Linked DNA regions of Gossypium hirsutum: region 1 is linked to region 2. The links are chromatin contacts, called in public Hi-C maps. All regions are on one chromosome and are shown on one strand. Each heading gives the region's core, a stretch centred on a gene start, on an enhancer-like site or on the middle of the called end of the contact. The rest is flanking DNA. Distances are from core to core; before and after follow the strand shown. Region 1 has its middle 4.2 kb from the start of LOC107887084. Region 2 holds the start of LOC107887088 (serine/arginine repetitive matrix protein 2).

The links. Hi-C and Micro-C count contacts between places; a contact is called where the count stands out from the background.
Region 1: a contact with region 2 is called in a Hi-C map of fibers, with 3 times the contacts expected there. The contact joins the enhancer-like site here to the promoter of LOC107887088 in region 2. A contact is called at or near these places in 14 of 34 Hi-C or Micro-C datasets (anther, callus, cotyledon and 4 more).

Annotation. Positions count from the first base shown.
Region 1 is chrA03:19,991,761-19,997,178 of Gossypium_hirsutum_v2.1, forward strand. No RefSeq gene overlaps it. Among protein-coding and RNA genes, the nearest start is that of LOC107887084, 4.2 kb to the right of the region's middle. Within about 2 kb of position 1,726, at least 6 of the 9 cell types and tissues checked have an H3K27ac peak or open chromatin away from gene starts, as enhancers often do. A contact at or near this core is called in cotyledon and fibers, where this site is marked.
Region 2 is chrA03:19,853,360-19,858,861 of Gossypium_hirsutum_v2.1, forward strand. It overlaps LOC107887088 (serine/arginine repetitive matrix protein 2), which reads right to left and starts at 2,551. Exons shown (of 6, transcript XM_016811224.2): 1 at 2,301-2,551; 2 at 318-1,627. The coding sequence starts at 1,572.

The sequences.
Region 1 (5,418 bases), core at 476-2,975, 140 kb after region 2:
TCTCTAATACATCGACTCCAGTAGATCCTTTGAGCTAATGAAATCTTCTTCATGGAAGTTAATGATGGGGCCTCTCTGCTCCTTAACTCATAAAGGGGTGGTGGTACCTGGTCCACCCCTCTAAGTTCATCTTCACTGTTTGTCCAGCTAGCTTCTCGGTCGGCATGAATATCGCCTATTTTCTTTCTTTTTTGGTGCAAATATGGAATGTGGTGGAAAAAGTTGTTTTAGGTTTGGATAAACTTCCTTTTTTATAAAAATAATTGAATTTTTTTATTAATTACAAAAATGATTATTTTTTGGGAGGCGCCAATCTATTTGGCATGACCAATGATAAAATAATGTTGGACGCAAATAGATTAACTCACCACTTTTACCTTCTCAAAATTTTTTTGAAGTGATTTTTTTTAAAACTCAAATTACTTTTATCTAATGGTGTTATAGAAAATGGCGAGACTGTCGTGGTGCTAATATTTTTTTGAGTTTTTTTTAAATTGTTTTTTAATAGAATTTTTTTTTATTTTGGTGATATCATTCTCTTTGGCATCCCAAATGACTGTATATAACCTCAATGACAGTTAAGTCTGAGGTTAAGTTTTTTTTTTTTTTAATTTTATTATGTTACAGAATGAAAGGGAGGGAGATCAAGACTAAATTTTATGTTTTTGTGTTTCTGTTTATTTAGAAAATTTTATAATTTTAATGTATGTGTTATTTAACGATAATTCAGTGGAGCTTTGACATTAGAAAATTTAATGGTCCTTTTCGGGAGTGTAGATTTGATTCTTTAATTTCATATGCAGTGACAATTTCAAGTAAAAATAGGGTTCTTGATTGCCAGTGATTTATTCGGTAACGAGTTCAAATTGGTTAGTAAGTCTTTCGGTTGGCTGTGGTAAGACGATAACGGGTTCAAATTGGTTATGCCGCCAACGAGTGGATTATTTGGGATTCTTTTGGTTAATGGGATGTTTGAAGGTCCATTGGAATCCCAAATAGAACCACACGGGTGAGATTATCAATATTAGTAGCGTTCGAATTGCAAAATATTATTAATTACCAAAAATCTTGCTTGGTCGACTTGCTCATGTTGCAGTTAAAATTAGTAATTTTCAATTTGTAAGAGACAATGCTGTCGATCTTAAACAAAAGCAAAATCATCGTTTAATTATATTTTATTAGTATTAAGAAAGTTGCTTATGCTGCCGTTAAAATTGGTCGTTTATATTCCGTTGTAATTTTTATGTTTCAAATTTTAGCATTTTTTTCAAATATAGGAAAATGTAAATCACGTACTAAAGTAAGTTATGTGAAATTATTTTGGAATGTTGCCAATGTAAAATTATATTTTGTAAAATATAATTTCTAAATTATGTAAATTAATAGTTATTTGAAATGTTGGCAATGAAAAATAATTTTCATAAACCTGAAGTCTGCTACCCTAACACGCAACTGTTTTCCCTTTGGCAAGTTTTTTTAGGTTTTTGTTTTGTCTCTTTGTTAGCGGCAGCCACTTCCATAATCACATCCAAGCCTTTAGGAAAAGATTCTATGCTACTGATTATTTCCCTGCATCCATGGAAACAGATTTTGTAGGATTAACTCTCAATGAAGAAGAAGAAATAATTTTACAAATACAAGTAGATCCGACTACAGATAAGGAAGAGGAAGCTTTTAGATTGGTGGGCTGTTTCTTAACAGCCAGTGTTATTCACTTTCCAGCAATGAGAAGTACTATGGCTAATTTATGGCATCCTGTTAGGGGTGGTCAAATAAGAGATTTGGGGGAGAAAAGGTATTTATTTCAATTCTTTCATAATATGGATTTAAAAAGGGTTTTAAAGGGGTCACCATGGACCTTTAATAACAATCTATTGATTCTTTATAAGTTACAATAGGGAGAAGATCCATTAAAGGTTCCGCTAATTTCAACATCCTTCTGGGTATAGGTTCATGATGTTCCCATAGGGTTTTATTTTGAAAATTTGGCCTTGCAGCTGGGGAATTTTATAGGGAATTTTTTGGAATATGATGGCTCATCCTTGGGAAAAGAAAAATGAAATTTTATGAGAATTCGGGTCCAAATAGACATTCGACGTCCTCTTAAAAGGAAGAAACAAATCATGTTTTGTGGAATTTGCTCTTATGTTAAGTTTAAATATGAAAGATTGTCCTTATTTTATTTTTATTGTGGCCGGCTAGGTCATAGTGATTCTTTTTGTGAAGCTAGGATGGTAGTAGGGGTAGAAATTGCTGAGATGGGTTGGGATTTATCTTTAAGAGCATAATCAAGAAGAGCTCAAGCAATGAATAATGTTTGGTTAAGGGAGGATGGTGGAGCAATGGGTGGTATCAATCCAGGTGGTCAAATCTAAGGAAATAGTGGATGGGGAACAGATAAAAGAACAGGGTGTTCAAAGGACGTTGATCCTATTTTGGGATTTAATTTGGAAGAAAAAAGGCATACGTCACAACAAGTAGGTGAGAATTCATTCATTGGTCAAATACAGAATGCAATGGATCATGACCTGAAAGATGATGAGGTAATAACCGAGGAAGGAAAAAAAAGGGTTAAAGGAGAAATTGAAGAAAGCAACAACGTGATCATAAGAAACAGGAGGTTGTCAGAAATTAATCACTTTTCATCGGCGGCTGCCATGAGGCAAGCCGACCTAGCACAATGAAAATCATAAGTTGAAATGTCCGTGGTTTGGGAATCCACGGATAGTTCACAGACTTCGGCATTTGTTGAGGTCACAATATCCCCAAGTGGTCTTCTTTATGGAGACAAAAATAAATAGAAGTCAGATGGAAAAAGTTAGACGAAGTTATGGGTTTCACTACGGTATTGATGTTAATGCTATTGGTTCGAGAGGAAGGTTATGTCTTGCATGGAGTGGGGAAGTCAATGTCACGCTTCAAAACTTTTCAAGTTGTCATATTGATGTTTCAATTGAAGATTCAAGCGACATGAAGATATTGAGGTTTACAGTGTTTTATGGTTCTCCTTATTCACATAATAAGGAAGAATCATGGAATCTATTGCGACATCTATGAACCATTGGTGAGCTTCCATGGCTGGTTGGTGGGGATTTTAACGAAATTTTATATGGTTTCGAAAAGAAAGGAGGACTACCTCTAGAGGAAAGAAGGATGGAAGCTTTTCGACAGGTATTAGAAAATTGTCGATTGGTGGATGTAGGCTATTCAGGAAATTAGTTTACTTGGGAGAGAGGTAACTTGCCAGAAACGAATATACAAGAAAGACTTGATAGAGGTGTAGCGACTGAAGAGTGGATCTCTTTATTCCCAGATTCCTTAATTTAACACCTCTTGCATTCTTTTTCAGATCATTGTCCTCTATTTATTACTACAGACCGTGAACCAGGCTACTTAATAAAAGTTTTAAGTTTGAAGCATGGTAGATCTTGGGGAAACTTTTATGGAGGATGTTCGTGTAATATGGGAAAATTTTACAAGGGATGTATTGAATAAGTTAGAAAGTATGAAAAGAGGACTAGAAAAATGGGTTGGAAAAATTAGTTGACAAAGGAAAATAAAGAAAGATGTTTTGAATTTAAAATTGGTAAGGCTGTTTGAGTCTGAGAGAAATAACGAAAATATGGCAGAACTTATAGACACAAAGATTCAACTGAATTTTGAGATAGAGAATGATGAATGTTATTGGGAACAGAGAGCTTGAATAAACTGGTTGAAATTTGGAGATAGAAATATAACGTTTTTTCATAAGCAAGCAACGCAAAGGAGGAAGAGGAATTTTATCCACAAAATGCAATACGAAGATGGTAAGGAGATGGAGGAATACAAGGAAATGGAAGGAATTGCTAGATCATATTTTCAGAAGCTATTTTTAGTAGGAAGACGGGATAATTGCGATCGAATTTTATCAGGAATCGATTACTGCATTACCGAAGATGACAGTGGGTAACTTAATGAAAGATACACTAAGAAGGAGATACGAGAAGCTTTAACAGAGTTGGGTCCCACCAAGGCACCAGGAGACGGCCGATTTTCGGCGGTATTTTACCAAAAATGTTGGTCAATCATCAGGAGACGAAGTTTCAGATTTTTGCCTTCGATTAACAAAACAAATATCCTGCTAATATCGAAGGTTTCAAATCCTGCCAATATTACTCAATTTAGACCAATTAGCTTATGTAATGTGATTTATAAATTGATAGCCAAAGTCATTGCAAGTCGACTTCGGGTAGTGATTAATAAATGTATAGATCTAGCACAGAGTGCTTTCGTACTAAGGAGGTTAGTTTCTGATAATGTGTTATTAGCTTATGAAATTTTACATGCTCTGAAGCACAAGACCGGAAAAAAAAGGCTTATGGCGGTGAAACTTGACAATGAGTAAGGCGTACGGTAGAGTAGAATGGAAGTTTGTGGAGATGACAATGAAGAAAATGGGTTTTGATCCAAGATGGGTTGATTGGATTATGAAATGTGTGTCTACAGTATCGTACTCAGTGGTATTCAATGGAAAGTTAGGGGAAGTGTTTCATCCAAGTAGAAGTCTAAGACAAGGAGATCCTTTAAATCCGTTTTTGTTTTTATTTTGCGGGGAAGGTCTCTCAAGTCTAATGAGGATTGCAATTGGAGGAAGAATACTTAAAGGAGTAAAAGTTAGTCGAAGTGGGCCATCTATTTCACATTTACTTTTTGCAGATGATTGCATTCTATTTGCAAAAGCTACTGAAGGAGCGCATTCCTTAAAACAGATTTTGATTGAATACGAAAAGTGTTCTGGCCAGTGTATTAATTATGACAAGTTAACAATGTTTTTTAGCATAAATATGTAGGTAGGGAAATGATCGCAGTCTCTAATGTATTAGGCATAAGAAGGTCAACTGATCCAGAACGGTATTTAGGGCTTCCTAATATGGTGGGGAGAGAGAAGAGATCATCATTTCAAGTTTTAAAGGACAAATTCAAAAAGTGAATTGATAATTGGAGCATAAGGCACCTCTCTCAAGGGGGGAAAGAAATTTTCATAAAAGTAGTTCTCCAATCTATTCCTACTTACACTATGGCTTACTTTCTTCTTCCCAAGTCCCTATGTGTTGAATTGGAGGGTATTATAGCTAAATTTTGGTGGCAGAAAAGTCATGACAAAAAAGGCATTCACTGGTGCCTTGGAAAGAACTATGCTCATTGAAAGAAGATGGGGGACTTGGTTTTCGAAATCTTGCAAAATTTAATGTAGCGTTGTTAGCAAAGTAAGGTTGGCACCTTATTAATTTTCCAAATTTGTTATTAGCTCGTGTTTTGAAGGCAAAATATTACCCTAACTCAGATTTCTACAATGCTCGGTTAGGAACATTACCTTCACTTACCTGGAAGAGTGCCTGGGCAGCAAGAGGGCTTTTAGAAAAAGGTATGTGCTGAAGA
Region 2 (5,502 bases), core at 1,301-3,800:
ACAAATTAAGTACAAAAAAATCAGCATGTAACCAACAGATAATCAGATAATTTGCTTCAGAATATAGATAACATAAAATCATTGGATATCCACAACAGAATATACAACTTTTGCTATATTGTGTTTAAATGGTCATTAACAAGTTCCAAGAAGTCTATCCCAAAATGATCATTACAGTTTTTTCCAAAGCTCATAACACATAAAATGGACAATCAATTTAGACAAACGTAAAAGATTCCAGACATTAGGAAGCACAAGTTAAAAAGATAGAGGATATTAGAAAGCGTAATCATAGTAAAAGAAAAGAAAAAGCCAACCTTCCATCTCCATGTCAGAATCATCAGGCAAATGAGATGCAGCTGAAACCAAATGGCAGGCTTGCTCTAAGGACTCTTTTCCTGATGGCCTCAAAGATGAAACTCCTTGCTGTTCATCTAATTTACATGCAAACATACTTTTCTTTTTCATCCACTGGAAAAAATCATGTGCTATTGCAGCTTCAGTTCCTGGCTCACCACCATACAGAAATGCATAGTCTGGCTTTCCAGATTCATTTTTACGAACCATGTCCTCATAATCAGGCCCATTCTTAGCAATGCCCTGGCATAAAGCTTCAATCCTTTCAATAACATTTTCATCTGTTGGCTTAGGAGGAGTGGAAGAAAGGTCCAGGGTCAAACCCTCTTGTAACAGTAACTTATCTCCAACCAGAGAACTCATGTTGCAGCCATTTTCCCCTCTCATATTCGGAGAGCCATTATCTGTAACTAAATTGTTGGCCTGATTTGGAGCCACAGCTACACCGACAGAACCTGAAGTGCTTAACTTAGAGCCATCCGAGTCCAAATTACAGGGTAAGTTGGAAACATTTTGCACAGCCTTAGAAGATGAAAGAACAGTAGAGGTGGAAGTTGGAGGAGATGGTAGATTAGGTGGTGGAAAAGAGGGTGGAGGTGGTGGTGGTGGGAGGGGGAGAGAAGAGGTAGATGGAACACGGTGATCTCCACCTGTTGGTTGTACAAAGCTTCCAAGTGGAGCTGAAGCGAAGAAACTTGTCGTAGGAGGGAGTGGTTGATGTGGTGAGATATGTAGAAGTCCTCGCTGCTGAGGTAGTGGATTCACTGCTGCTCTATAAAATGTTTGCCCCTGGGATTGAGGAGGAGGGGGAGGAGGTAATGCTCTAAAACGTGGCTGGGTCTGTGAAACCTCTGGGTATGATGCACTAATTGGAGGAGGACGCACCTGCTGAGGCATATTAAGTGCATTCTGGGTCCCTAAATGTAAATGGTGTTGTGAGTTCTGTTGAGCTGTCGGATACATTCGTGGCAATGGGGCACCTGCATGAACATGCGCAGGTAGGCGTAGATAAGATTGACCTGTATTTGGCAACCCACCAGGGGGATTTTTATGAGGTGCAGCAGGACCATGCTGATATGGTGGAAAGCCTGATGGGCCTTGCTGGAATTGAGGTGGAGGAGCAGGCGGACCGGGAGGGAGCTGTTGATATGGAGATGATATGGGTTCTGGAGGACCCTGCCCAGGCTGAGGATTACGATTCCCTTGAGCATACATCTTACAGTTTGTGTTAACACAGATATAGCCCTTCAACTAAAGTCACCAAAATCCCCTGCGGGAAATAGAACTCAAATCAGAAAATAGACAAAAATATAAGTTGATATCTCAGTAAAAGCCAGTTCTAAATAAACAATAAGGATCAGATAATGGAAGCAGCACAACACCTCAAAGCACGAATTGTACTTCAGAACTTCCTTGATGGTTTTTCACATTAAGTGAAGGGCGGAACAGCCAGAATCAAATGTATTTCACTACAACTAAGAAGAACGAACAGAATTTCATAAGCATATCCCTTTAATTTTTTTTTCAAATTCAAGAATTTCAAACTGTTAAGAAAAATACAAACTAAGCCAAATATCCACCAAAAACTCAAGATTGCTTCCACATAATTCAAATAAATTCAATACTGTCAAACAAACTGCAAATGCCGAAAAAAGGAAGCTTCAAATTTCACGTATTCAAATTAAAAATTAATGTTGAATTCAATCCAAATCCATAAGACACTCCAAAAAGACTTTTTTCAGAAAGAGAAGAATTTCCCATTCTTTTCCATCAACTTTCTCAGCAACAACACAACAAAAAAACAAAAATATTAACAATTAAGCAGGTAAAAAGACTATACTAATAAAAAAGAAGAAAAGAAAGAAAGAATCGAAGTAACTAAGTTAAAAACGAATAATGAATGAAAAGATAAGCCGGAATTAATCATAGCAACGGTAGCTTACCAGTTGAAAGTGAGCGGGGAAATGGAGAGCGAAGAAAAATAAACGAACCCTAGAATTTGGAAATCTAGGAATTTAGAGCTTTTTTCGTCAAGAAAAAGGGGGTTATTTCAAGGTTCATAAACCCTAATCAAAGTGTTTTTTTTCCTCTTCTTTTTTGTGTGTTCTGCTCTTCTTCTTAGAGTTGAGTGTTTCTCGCTTATTTTATAGATTTGGTTCACTCGAAAAAAGATTTCTAATTCTTTAAAAAAAAAAAAAACCTTATATTTAAGGTTCAGTGATTCCTTTAGAGTAAGTAATCTGTTCGAGACATTTTTAATTTTATTGAAATAAAGAATATTTTAATATTTATTTTAAAACTCTCTTAAAATCATGTATTTAGAATATTCAATAAATAATGAGATATAAGATTTTTTTTATTACAAGAAAATAAATTAAAACATGTCTAAGTGAACGAGCTTAATAACTTCAACTTTCACCTATGCTCGAGTTATAGATATCTTCCTCCAACAGATCTCGCATAGAGAGAGGTGGATCTTCAAGCATAACCAAGCAATTAATTATGTCTTCGTCCATCTTAGCTAGTTGATCTACAACTTTATTATTATCCTACGGGATGTGACGAAATTTAATTTGTCAATCCTTGTAGTACCATTCATGTATCAACCTAATTTCGGCAATACTACTTATTACTGTAAGTCCATTCCGCAAAACATCAACTAATAACACGTTATCACATTGCAATTCAGCCTATTTAAAACTTCTGATTCAAGCTAATTTCAATCATTCTAACATAGCCTTAGCTTCAATGAGATATAAGATTTGAAACTAATAATAGTAACAATACATATATAATATTTATGAAATTAAAATAAAAAATAGTCTAAATTGTAAGTAAAAGAAAATTGAAATAGGTAAAAACATCATATTAAGAATTTTAAATGTACTTCCATTGTAACACGTGAGAACTAATACATAAAATTAATACACTCTCAAATAATATTACTTATTTTAATTACGAAATTATGTGACACCAACTCGATCACAATTTTAAAAACTAAAATAGATAATACATAAAATTTTAAATATTTTATTAATTATCTTTAAATTTTATTATTACCTTATTCATAAAAACTACTATTATTTTTTAGTTAAGCTATTAAGCTTATATCCATATCATCTATATTATATTACAATGTACACAAATATTGAAGGAAACTTTTTTATATTGATTTTTGTGAGAAGTAAATAATTCATTTGCAATTTTTTATACTGATTTATTGTGACATTATAATTTTTTAAACTATATTTATGTGAGTCTATTATTCAAAAAATAAAAGTAAATTTGAAAAATTTTAAATATTTAATTACATTTTAAATATTTTAATATTATAATATTATAATATTAATTTATTTATAATATATATATATGAATTTGAAAAATATTTTGTACAGACGAGAATATCTTTTTTTTTGTTAATTGTATTACTAAATTGGAATTAGAAAAATAATTTATAGTATTATTATGTGATAATAATAATAGTTTTACGCTCTCATATCTTTTTATACGATTAATATTTTAATGACCTAACCGTTGTATTTCATATTCCATTTATATAGGTTATACATGTCAATTTTGATGTAAATTAAAAAAAACTTTAACTATTTGTTTTAAGTAAAAGAACTTTTAACCGTTAAATAAATATTAATATATATTATTTTAAATCGATATGATAGATATTTCGGATCGGTTCAAAAATATACATGTATGATAAGTATAATTAAATCGATAAATTCAACGGTTAGATCATTAAAAAATTAATCATGATTCCTCCATCAATTAATTTTAATTAAATATTAATTAATATGATAGTGCATTCTATTTGCCATAGTTTCATATTTTCTCGTATTAACATAATTTATTGAGATCTCTTTATTTTCACTATTTCCATCTTCAAGTAGTAAAATCTCTTCTGCGATTTTAATAATTAGTTATGTATTAGATCTCTTCAAGAGCACCCATCTCTACTATATGACTATATTGATTTATTATTTTCTTTTACGATAATTTTTCATCTTTGGGATCAATCTACCATGTTTCAAGCATGCATTATTTTAAGTTATTCTAACAAGTTGCCCTACTAGGATTTCAAAACATAAGCTAATATATAATACTTGATTATTCTCATCAAGTCATTAAATACATCGGAAAACTAACTTCCAATAAAGTGAACTATCATTTTGAATTTCTAGCTTAAATTACTTTCTACAAGGATATAAATAATGATAATTCATTCCGAATAATTTATTTCATGTAACTGTTATTTCTTTCCCCCTAATATTGAGAAAATTGTCAAATCAAAATAATAATCACCAAATCATGTCATAATTGAATTTCTAGTTTAGTCAAAATATTTAATAATACAAGAAGATTCATAATTAATACATATTCCCTACATTATTTGAATACCCAATTCGTGCATTGCGGTGGAGCAATTTGAACATATATTGCATATTCAAAAAGTCTAAAATGGATTATGTGTGACTTCTGAGTAAAACCAATTGTTATAAAAGTTATTTATCATAATTTATTGGCATGAAGCGTAAGTCTTATTTCATGTACAATATCATATCCTTATACATATACAAAATGTTTTATTCTCAAAGGATATGGTTTAGCTACTAATTGTAGACTTTTAATCATATTAATTCTGTTAAACCATTATACGTATAAACAACAAGCCATTGTGATAGTTAATCTCATAGACAATCTAGCATACAATAATCATTGAAAGTCTCGGAAATAAACTCATCAACATTAGTAAAAATTGTCTTGATTGCATAATCTAAAAGTTTTGTTCTTAAACAAATCATTAAATAAGTAATCGCAAGCAACAGGTTGCGATTTGATAACTCATGTAATTATTTTATAGATGCATTTACTAAAATCATATCAGAACATTCCATTTGTTGGATAAATGAGACCATGTTTTTTTCATAAATGCAATAGATTCAATCTCAAACTTTGCTAGTGATGTTCTAAAAAATCATCTTCTTTGATTAACAAACGAAACTTGAGAAATCTTTAAAATGAAGAATCTTCAGGTTCTTTAGTAAATATAAATAAAAATTCTCATTTGTTGCATCATTATTGATCGGGATGGTCTACCCGATCATATCAACTAATTAATATATTCAGGTTTAC